3 separate regions of the Danio rerio genome follow, and all the other regions are linked to region 1. The links are chromatin contacts, called in public HiCAR-type maps. All regions are on one chromosome and are shown on one strand. Each heading gives the region's core, a stretch centred on a gene start, on an enhancer-like site or on the middle of the called end of the contact. The rest is flanking DNA. Distances are from core to core; before and after follow the strand shown.

The links. HiCAR-type assays count read pairs that join an accessible place to other places.
Region 2: a HiCAR-type map of caudal fin shows a contact between it and region 1, with 5 times the contacts expected there. The contact joins two enhancer-like sites. A contact is called at or near these places in 1 of 18 Hi-C or Micro-C datasets (hematopoietic stem cells) and 1 of 4 datasets of contacts at active chromatin or transcription factors (caudal fin).
Region 3: a contact with region 1 is called in a HiCAR-type map of caudal fin, with 4 times the contacts expected there. The contact joins two enhancer-like sites. A contact is called at or near these places in 2 of 4 datasets of contacts at active chromatin or transcription factors (caudal fin and embryo).

Annotation. Positions count from the first base shown.
Region 1 is chr5:33,420,309-33,423,979 of GRCz12tu, forward strand. It overlaps ptpa (protein phosphatase 2 phosphatase activator), which reads right to left. Exons shown (of 10, transcript NM_001003425.2): 9 at 1,938-2,045. Among named protein-coding and RNA genes, the nearest start is that of ier5l, 11 kb to the left of the region's middle. Within about 2 kb of position 1,608, at least 55 of the 62 cell types and tissues checked have an H3K27ac peak or open chromatin away from gene starts, as enhancers often do. A contact at or near this core is called in caudal fin, where this site is marked.
Region 2 is chr5:33,169,946-33,173,616 of GRCz12tu, forward strand. No RefSeq gene overlaps it. Among named protein-coding and RNA genes, the nearest start is that of ntmt1, 47 kb to the left of the region's middle. Within about 2 kb of position 1,891, at least 4 of the 62 cell types and tissues checked have an H3K27ac peak or open chromatin away from gene starts, as enhancers often do. A contact at or near this core is called in caudal fin, where this site is marked.
Region 3 is chr5:33,193,086-33,196,756 of GRCz12tu, forward strand. No RefSeq gene overlaps it. Among named protein-coding and RNA genes, the nearest start is that of ntmt1, 70 kb to the left of the region's middle. Within about 2 kb of position 1,691, at least 49 of the 62 cell types and tissues checked have an H3K27ac peak or open chromatin away from gene starts, as enhancers often do. A contact at or near this core is called in caudal fin, where this site is marked.

The DNA of each region.
Region 1 (3,671 bases), core at 358-2,857:
TTTATTAAAATATTAATGACAACAGAACATTTGTTGTTTCTCTACAAATTAAATTTTTATTATGGCAAGAAAAAGGAAAATTACTAAAAAGTAATTACTAAAAAGTTTAGGCCGCTTCACAGTTCACACATTACTGTCTGGCAAATTTCTGTCCTTTACTTATGCTAAAAAGGTAATAATGATTCAACATTCCTGACCATTATCACAAACAAAGGCTAGAAAAAATAGGGCATCAGTATACTGGAAACCGATAGGTTGAAATATTCCTTTTCAGTTATCAAAGAAATATTTTGTTTCCTAATTATAGTTGTGTAACTATTAAATTTTTTTAAATTCAAAATTGTAATATACAGTGTAAACCTATAAATGATGGAAAAACATTTTCTTTAACTGTGTATCTGGGTCTTCACTTTTCACAAGACCTCTTTTGGGCTTTAACAAACGTATCCCTCAGGTTTTTCCAAACTTTTTAACAAAAACTTTCTACCTTTCCCGTGGCTGTTGCTATTTCTAGCCAAGAATTATCGGTCATCTGGTTTTCCCTATGATCACGCATGGACAGATCATAAAGATGTCTGTACAGACGTACCCATTTCAGATGAAATCTCTTTAAAAAGTGTTTCATATTCAACTCAAATCAAGCGTGACGTCGCACAAACTGTTCGCTCGAGTCTCAAAAAAAAAATCGTTGGATCGGAGTCAAAGTGAACCTTTATATCGCATTACACTAGTCAAGATGCATCTGATTTTTGCCTTTTTTGGCCCGCGGATTGTAGTTTGGACATCCGATCTAAATGAAACTAACATAATTAAATAACACTACAATAACGTTAATTCAAATTGTATAGACGAAAAAAAAAACATAAAAATGACAAATCACAATTACTAAAACTAAGATTAAAATGAAAATATTTATACAATTAATAATACTAGAATAGCCAATGTAAAATATTACAATAAAAAAACTTTTTTTTAAAATTTAAAATAAAATGTATTCCTGTGCTGGCAAAAATTCCATTTTACATGATTACTCAGTTACGTGATCTTTCTGAAATAATTCTGATTTGCTAATTTATTCCTTAAGAAACATTTCTAATGTTTTTGATCCTTAAAAGAGTTGTGATACTTAAGATTTGAGCCAAAACTTTTCCAAGGAACTTTTCATGAACAATATTTAAAACAGGAATTTGTTATAAAGTTTCAAAGTTCTTTGCAGCCACTTTTGATCATTATAATTAATCCTTGCTAAAAAAAAAATCTAGGATTGTGAAAAACTCTTGTATAATATCCTCAAACTACACACACACACACACACACACACACACACACACACACACACACACACACACACACACACAATAACAAAAGTGCATTGATACTGAGGTAAAGCCCTTCATTTATATATACTTTCCATATGCAGAGCTTTCATACTCAAAGCAGAGTCATTTAGCACCATCAGAAAGAGTCATGAGTCTGTCTGGCGGAGAGCAGGAGTGTGTGTGATATATACGGGGGTGGGGAAAGACAGACAGGGAAGGAGGAGGGGAATCTGCAGACAGACTGGCCCCTCAGCTTCACTCTGCAGGGGGAGGGAGAACAGCAACGCTTCTCCACAACACAGGATGTGGGCTTTTGGAGGAGGGGGAGAGGCGCTCGGTTCTTCCCCTTCAACACACATGCCTGCTCGATTAACTCTTTCAGCTCTAGGCTTAAAACTTCGCAGAGCAACTGAGAAGCTATGGCTTGGCAATTTATGGTAAAGCATTTATTAAAGTCACATGCAGACCGTGGGAGGCGGAAGCTTGAAATTGAGCTTTTTTAATAGAACTAGTTTTTAAAAAATGTATGTACTGTATTGGAGAAGTTGGTGTCGTTTAACATTACACTATCAAAAAGCCACTGATATGTGCTGGTGTTTATGATATTGTGATACTCACTTCTGCTTTATACATTCGGATGAGGCCCTGATTCACTTTAGACCATGAAGGAACGGCGCTGATGTTCCAAAGCTGATTTGAGTGCTCGGCAAAAGGGCCTGTTTTCATCTAACGAGAAAGAAAAAAAAAAAAAAAAAAAAAAAAAAAATATATATATATATATATATATATATATATATATATATATATATATATATATATATATATATATATATATATATATATATATATATATATATATATATACACATGGTGATTATGGAAATTATAGAAAACTTAAGACATAATGTGCAATCAGCAACATTTATTCAGCAACAGATATTTGCAAATCGATCTGAGTGTGAAGGCTACTTTAAATTAAATGTTTTATGTTAAACTGTTTTAAAAGGTACTAAAATAAAAAAATAATAAAATACAATTTCTGTGTGTTCACCATAAGATCAGTAAAAAGTAAAAAAAAAAAAAAAAAAAAAAAAAAGGAAAAGAAAAATGTTTTTTATAATTCATATGCAAAATAAATACTAATACAAATAAACAAAAATACCAATTTAGCAGCAGTTTTTAAATGGCTCTATACATGTAGTTGCAGAAAAATTTATGTAGTTAAACCGGATTTTACTCTTTTTGGCAGATCTACTTAAATTAAAATGAATAAATAAACAAGAACATTCAAAACGTTTATATTGATAGTATATTAGTTTGTAAAATAAACAGAGTTTATGACTTTTGTAACATTGAAAGCATACATTTGCAAAAGCTTGAGTCTTTTTTTAACATGTTTTTCAATGTCTCTTGTTCCAATCAGAATTTATTTATTTGATCAAAAATACAGTATAACTGTTGAATAGTATTACAATGAATCTCAATTTTAAAATAACAATTCATATTTTAAAATGTATTGCATTAATGTGATGACCACATTTTTTTCAGCAGACATTACTCCATTACTTCCTTTACCCAAAAATAAAATTAAAGACTTTTTTCTGTTAAATACAGAAGAAAATATTTAAAAGACAGTTAGAAACCTGTAACCACTAGCTACGTTTCCATCCACCTATTTTTATGCAGATTTTGGACATGCGCATAAAAAAACGGTTGATGGAAATAGCAAGATGTGCATAGATTTTAAAAATGTGAATAAAAAACATATGCACATAAACTGAGTAGGATAAAGTTTTTATCCAATGAGAAAATATGTGCATAAACTGTGATGGAAACACTTTTCCCGAACTAATTTCAGTATGTGCATTAAAAAAGGTCATCTGATAATAAAATTGTGTGCATATGGATAAACCAGCAGGCTGAGCTCATTGTAAAACATCTGAAATGTTGCTTTGGTCATTTTAAAACGCCTTAACTGTTTAAGTATCAGTGTTATTACATTATGAATAACCTCCAGAATCTAGAGCGTCTGTGCTCCGCTTCTTCATACGCCACATGCATTAACTGCATGTCAGGATTGCCTTCTGAGGCGCAAGTCATATATTAAATGAAGAAAAGATTCACGCAGTTTCTCCTACCACAGTAAATTCTGTTTTTACTGATGATATTTAGCGCTAGTTAATCAGGAAATTATGATTTTTTTTCGCTTTCACTGGTTGGATGGAAACGCTGCTTTATTCACACATCTTTTATGCGATAATCCTATTTTCAGCAGAAAGTTAATTCGCATTTTTGGATGGAAAATAGCTATTGACTTCTATAGCATTTGTTTTACCTACTATGGAAGTCAAA
Region 2 (3,671 bases), core at 641-3,140, 250 kb before region 1:
GTTGTAGAATAAAGTGACAGTCACATTTGACTTGTGTCAGTCACACATGACATTTCATTCTCCAAAATCAACAGCTCGTATCACACGTCATACTTCATTATGATATTTCTGCATCCCTGATGGTGGATGTGATATGTTGATCCTGGAACATCATTTTTATTCCAAAAAATCTAATCCATACCTAATTGCTACCCCTAAACCAAACTCTAATTGTAAATTATTACCATAATCAGGGGGGTGTTAAATAACAACTATGTAGAAGTTTAAAACCCTAAATGTAAGCTTAAACTTTGCTTAAACTGTAAACTTATTACTTAAATCTGATTCGCTTATTGTAATACTGTTCCAGGATCAGCACAGATGTCCTACTTAAAATAAAATCACACTAACCTAATCACACTAACCTAGGTCCTGCACAAGTGCAATAGTATTCAAGTGTAGTTTTCAATCCAATGAAATGCTTTTAAGGCAACAAGATGGCGCAGTGGGTAGCGCTGTGGCCTTACAGCAAGTAGGTCGCTGGTTCAAGCCCCGGCTGAGTCAGTTGGCATTTCTTTGTGGAGTTTGCATGTTCTCCTCGTGTTCACGTGAGTTTCCTCCGGTTGCTCTGGTTTTCCCCCACAGTCAAAAGACATGATGAATTTAATGAGCTAAATTGGCCAGAGTGTATGTGAATGCAAGAGTGTATGGGTGTTTCCCAGTTCCGGTTTGCAGCTGGAGGTGCATCCGCTGTGTAACACATATGCTGGATAAGTTCATTCCGTTGTCCCCTGATTAATAAAGGGACTAAGCCGAAAACAAAATGAATGAATGAATGAAAGAAATGCTTCCGTGTCCTCTTAATCAAATACGAAAAGGTAAATCAGGCCTCCCTGGAAGAAGAGGCTGCTCAATGGGACTCTTATTGTCTACATTAAGAATAAATAAATCTATAAATCCCTTGAAGATGTTGAAATATATTTTCATTACATACCAAAACAAAACTTACGAACCAATGTTCATTTGCTGCTATTTTTTTACAGGAACCAGCCCCTTTTCTGTGTAGTCTTGTATTTGGCAGTAAACACTGAAATTACAAAATTCTTCAGAGCTGTTTGAGAACATTTCAATTTTGTTTGACTGACCAGAAGTCTTAAATAAAGCATTGCTCAGCTCTTTTTGTTTAGTGGCCATTTTCAGCTCTTTCATAAGCACCACCTACTGTCAGAAAAAGAATTTTCCTTCAGCCCACCTGCCATTTTTCTTCCGACAGGTCTGAATAGATACACAATATCCTGTCATTACTTTCTCCCTCACTCTATTGAAGTTCTCCCTTTTATGATGTTGCTGCCGAAAAGAAAGGAGGATATTTTGAAAAATGTTTTTGCCGATACAATGCAAGTCAGTGCTATCCAATTTTGTTGTAATCCTTTTGTTGTGGTATGAAAATTTCTTCTTGTATGTTCTATAGATAACTTTTGGATGCACAGAGATTGCAACACTGTTTATTTTTTTCAGTGATGGTCTATAGTTCAAAAAGATACGTGAATACAATCCACAATCTGTGATTGGCTATATATTTAGGTTCAACAGTTTAACCTTGTCTATGTAGATGTTCCTCAGCCCACAGATAGAAACTGAATCTGACATAAAGACTTTTTTACGGTATAAAAGGAATAAGTGAGATAATGATTTTAGACTCAACTTGGACAAGAAACTTGATATGCAAATTGCATTAAAAGTTTCTGATATGTCTTTCTTGGACAGAGGAAGATTTATTTATGGATATGCGCTGATCTTCCTGTGTTCATCTTTTACGTAATCGTCATCTGTGACAAAATAGCCTTCCTCTAATGATGATAGTCATGATATTTCTAAAGCCAGGCGTACTGCACACTGCTAAGAATGGACCGCACCACACCCTTTCCACTCCTACTCACTCAGTATTTCAAGAGTAGGAACACTGCTAAATTCTGGCAGGACTGGCAAACCTTCAAAGAATTGGCACAACCAAAAATAAACCGTACGTACTCATGGGGGGGCTGGCAGTGTCGGTGCAAACATTTTGAGCTTAATACTGAATGGATAGTCTTCTTGAACAATACTTCATTCTGCCTTTCTGGCCAGGCTTTGAAATGCCTATGAAGAGAGTGAAGGCGAGAGTTCCATATGAAGCAGAGGAAAAGCTAAATTATTGTCCCCCCAAATCCTTTTCATGTCTGTTTGAGCTCCAGCACTGCAGCCACCCACTGAGAGGTTAGTACAGTTTAGCACAGCATGGCACGTCCACAAGACTCTGCACACTCGCTCTTTCCCTATGTATACTTCATTTTCTCTGTTTCCTACACGCACACAAACACAAACATTGTTTTTTTATAGATGCTTGAAGTCAGAACTAGCAATATTCATACTGTGAATGAATGCATTTTTTATGAATTAGCTAAATTGTTTTGAAAAACAAAGAAAGAAAACAACAGTTATCCACAAATTTAAATGCTTAGAGTGGATTCTCACCTTGTTTACAACTAACAGGACAATTTATATAAAGGAAATCAATAAGACCATTGAAAGAAGTAGCTTTCATTATTACATGAACCCTTATGTGTCCTATAAAGGACATTTTTATCTTTTACATTTTACCTGAAATATTTTGGCTGTTAAGGTCAACAGTGTGTTTTTACTGTAACTTTAATACTTTACCTTCATATGCTTTTGTATGTTTGTTTTTGCACTACTGTAGGTACAAAACATTTAGTACTTTAAGGACAAAATGCTCCATTCAAATCCATAAAAATGGCTACAATAATAATGGCTACAATCTAGTATCAGGTGAGCATAAAATATAATCTGTTAATAGGGTTTCATACTGTATACAAAGTCACAATTTTAAGTGTTTTTCATTTTGTAATTTCGAGAATTAAATTTTTTTTGGTGAACTATTCTTTTATACCAGGGGTGTCAAAATCAATTCCTGGATTCCTGGATCCTCAATCCTCTGCAGAGTTTAGTTCCAGCCCTGCTGCAACACAAGGTATCAAACAAGTCTAAAACACTCAATTAGTTTGATAATGCATGTTTAATTAGGGTCGGAACTAAACTGTGCAGAGCTGCGGCCCTCCAGGAACTCAGTTTGACACCTGTGCTTTATACCAATGAACAAAAATTGTAATAATATACACTGCCAGTCAAAAGGCTGGAGTCAGATAAGATTATTTACTGTTTTATAATAAGCTTATTCTGCTCTCAAAGGCGGCATTAAATGAACAATACAGTAAAACTGTGAAATGCTATTGCAAAATTAAATTACTGTTATTTTATTAAATATAGTTCTGGCGATGCAGTGGCGCAGTAGTGCCTCACAGCAAGAAGGCCACTGGGTTTGCTTGTTCGAGCCTCGGCTGGGTCAGTTGGCATTTCTGTATGGAGTTTGCATGTTCTCCCTGCTTTTGCGTGGGTTTCTTCTGGGTGCTCTGGTTTCCCCCACAGTCCAAACACATGTGGTACAGATGAATTGGGAAGGCTAAATTGTCTGTGGTGTATGAGTGTGTGTGAATGAGTGTGTGTGTATATTTCCCAGAGATGGGTTGCGGCTGGAAGGGCATTCGCTGCGTAAAAACGTGCTGGATAAGTTGGTTGTTCATTCAGCTGTGGCGACCCTGGATTAATAAAGGGACTAAGCCGAGAAGAAAATG
Region 3 (3,671 bases), core at 441-2,940, 230 kb before region 1:
GGGTGGCGTCACACTTAAGCGGATGATAGTCTGTTCTATACACCAGAACAAAGCCGGTCTATTGTCCAGCGCAGAGCAGATTAGTTGTGTGTCTCGCTTACACACTGCTTAATATACACAAGATGTACAGCAATACGCAAATATCTTTACATATGTAAAAGAATTAAAATGTTAAGGATATATATATATATATATATATATATATATATATATATATATATATATATATATATCATATAATAAGAATATATATAGGATATAAATATAAAGGATTAAAATATTACAAAAATTATTATTTTCTAGCCTACATAAATATAAAAACCATACTTTCATGCCTTCATCATCTCGGGGGGCTTTTTCAGTTTATTTGTGACAATTAGCTTTTGTTTAATATTATTAGTAGTAGTATTATTTATTATATGCATATTTATATTTGTTTTAAACAAGCTTAGATTTGCCCACCTGACAGGTTTTAGACCATATGTAGCACAGCATGTGTATTTGGATATAACTCAGTTTTTTGTACACACTTCATTATTATTGTTCATTTACTCGTTTGCTGGAAATTAGAACTGAATTTAGAAATAGTTTTCAAACAAATCTTTGCGCCACATTTTTCTGTCCTCATATTAGCAAAAGTGGATACAAAATTTGTGATCCAAACATTTTGGGTTGAGACTTCTGCATAAAGTATTTACAAAGAGTTAAACAGTTATTAATTTGTACATTTGAATGATTACCACAAAAAAACTTTGAACAACTCACATCCCGAGTAATTGTAACAGCATGAAAAGAAATGACTAGTAAAATAATTAAAATATCAAATATAATTTAATATAATAATAATAATATAATTTCAAAATATCTTCTATTATTTCAAGACAGAAGAGAGAGTCATGGTGAGTGTGAGTAAATAATATTTATTTATTAATTTTCTTGTCGGCTTAGTCCCTTTATTCATCCAGGGTCGCCACAGCGGAATGAACCGCCATCTTATCCAGCACGATTTTACGCAGCGCATGCCCTTCCAGCCGCAATCCATATCTGGGAAACATGCACACACACATTCACACACATTCATACAGATACGGATAATTTAGCCTACCCAATTCACCTGAACCACATGTCTTTGGACTGTGGGGGCAACCGGAGCATCCGGAGGAAACCCACACAAACGCAGGTATAACAAGCCGAGGCTCGAACCAGCGACCCAGAGACCTTCTTGCTGTGAGGCGACAGCAATACCTACTGTGCCACTGCGTTGCCCAGAGTAAATATAACAGATTAAATTTTTTTGGTGTACTGTCTCTTTAAAAGTTCTTGATCAAATCTGTGTGGGAAGTGTGTGCATAAAACTGTACAAAATTCTCCATCGAAAATAACCTTAAGTTAAACTAAACTGAGTAACCCAAAATGTCAATAATATTAAGCATACTGGGACTCGTCCACGATTAAAACTACAGTTGTCTGCTTAGTTTATTTTTGTTAATTTCTGATGCTGGCCAGAAAGCGAGATAGCTAGCTTAGCATCCACCCGACACCTCCGCCCGCTTCGCCTGTGTGGCTGTCGCTTTTGAAATAACAGCCCTTTTTCTGCTACACTCAATCACCCACACACATACACACACCAACCGAATCTCTCTCTTTCTCCCCGCTCGCCTGCTCTCCCTATTTCTTGCTCCTTCTCTCTCCTCCATCCACCCCCCCTCCCGTTCAGCTTCTATAATTCAAATCCTGTCAGCCCTGTTCCAGACTGCTGGCGCCAGCCTCTCTCTCCAGGAAAAAAAGAGAGAGGGGAAAAAAAGCAAAGGAAGAAAAAAAAGCTCTTTGAGGGACAAAGCCGACAGAGCCACACACACACACACACACGCACGCACACACACACACGCACATACACAGGCCGAAAAAGCAGAATGAAGTTTTTTTTTTAAGAGGCAGCTGTGGGTGGACTTTTCAGGACCCAATATTTTTCCTCTTTTTCACTCCCTTCTTTTTTCTCTTTTGTTTTAATCTTTCTCTCTCACTCCATTCCCCTCCATTGCTCACACTCTTTGATTTTTCCGCTGCCTTTAACTGGTCAATGCTATAAAATCCCACTCTGTGATATTTTTTTAGCTAGTTTTATTGACCTTTTAAAATGAGTTACAATATAGACAACTTAAGCGAATGTTTTAAACCTGGACTAAACTTTCTTTTTTCCATCCAAATTTAACACCGTCCAATTCAGCCTTTGCCAAACTGTATAGAGAGTTCCAAAAGTTAAATGGAGGACCTGCCGTAACTTGTCAGCATTTAAACTGGGCTAAATATAGCAGATGATACCATGCCCATCTATTTCAGGTCTTAATGAGCAGTCTAGTCATGTGACGCAAACAGGCAGAAATGACAAGCATAGTCTGCGACACAAGTGTTCCATCGCTCCCTAATCAGACTCTCCTACAATCCCTCACTCACTCACACTCTCTTACTTTTGTCCTCCATGTGTGCGCGTGACATATACGCACCCTTGTTTACTTAAAAAGACAGAGCATCCCAAATATCATTAATTTACAATACTATACCAGCTGAAATATCACTATACCAAGTAGTATTGCGATACTGTAGTTCATAACTCAAGTTATGAAGAAAATTGTCAGAAATATTTTATTTTATGTTAAAATAGGCCTACTTAAAATTAATTAATAATTCTCTTAAGGCCAAAAGGTATTATTTGCATCTACCTATTATTTAAACTTCATCTAAAGTTTATTCATTCTTTTTGTTTATTTTGTAGATAACTGACCAACAAAAAATACATTAAAACAAAGATACAAACTACACCCAATGAAATTTGTTACAAAAGAGCATTTTTTTTTCCAATGAAATTAGGCTAAATGAAGTCGTCAAAATATTTTCAATGTTTCCTGTTGCTATTTTGGGTTTTTCATCTATTTTGTTTTTCAGTTTTATCAGGTAACATTCATTCATTCATTTTCTTTTTGGCTTAGTCCCTTTATTAATCAGGCATCACCACAGCGAAATGAACCACCAACTTATCCATGTGTCTAACGCAGCAGATGCCCTTTCAGCCACAACTCAACAATGGAAAACACCCATACACTCTTGCATTCACACCCACACAACTGACTGGCTCGAACCAGCAACCTTGCTGTGAGGGAACAGCGCTACCCACAGAACCAGTGTGTCGCCCTATCAATTAACAATCCAAAGAAATTCAAAATTTCTCTTTGTAAGTCATTCTTTTAAAGAGATTGTCTCGCTTGTTTAGCTACATAAATTATTAACAGGGACAGAAATTAAGCGATTCAGATATGCTTTCAAACTATTGACTGTAAAAGCCAACCCGGGCTCATTGTGGAAACGTAGCCCCGCGGACGTTTCTGCGGACCGCCATTTACATCCCGGGAGGTATTCGAGCGGATTTTTGTTTTCGCGGATCCGCGAGAGGCCGCTGTGCGCGCTTTTTCGCGCCTGCGCCGTTCTCGCGCGAATAGCCGCCGGATCGGAAAAAAAAAAAAAGCAAAAGCCCCCGTCTTAGATCTCAACAGCGTTTTCGGATCCCGCCGCGTTCTCGCCCTCATTTTCCGGATTTTGTTTTTCGTCTTACCTGATTTCCGGAACCTGCCGTTCCCCGAACTCGATCCCGGTCGTCGTCCACCGCGGCCGGCTCA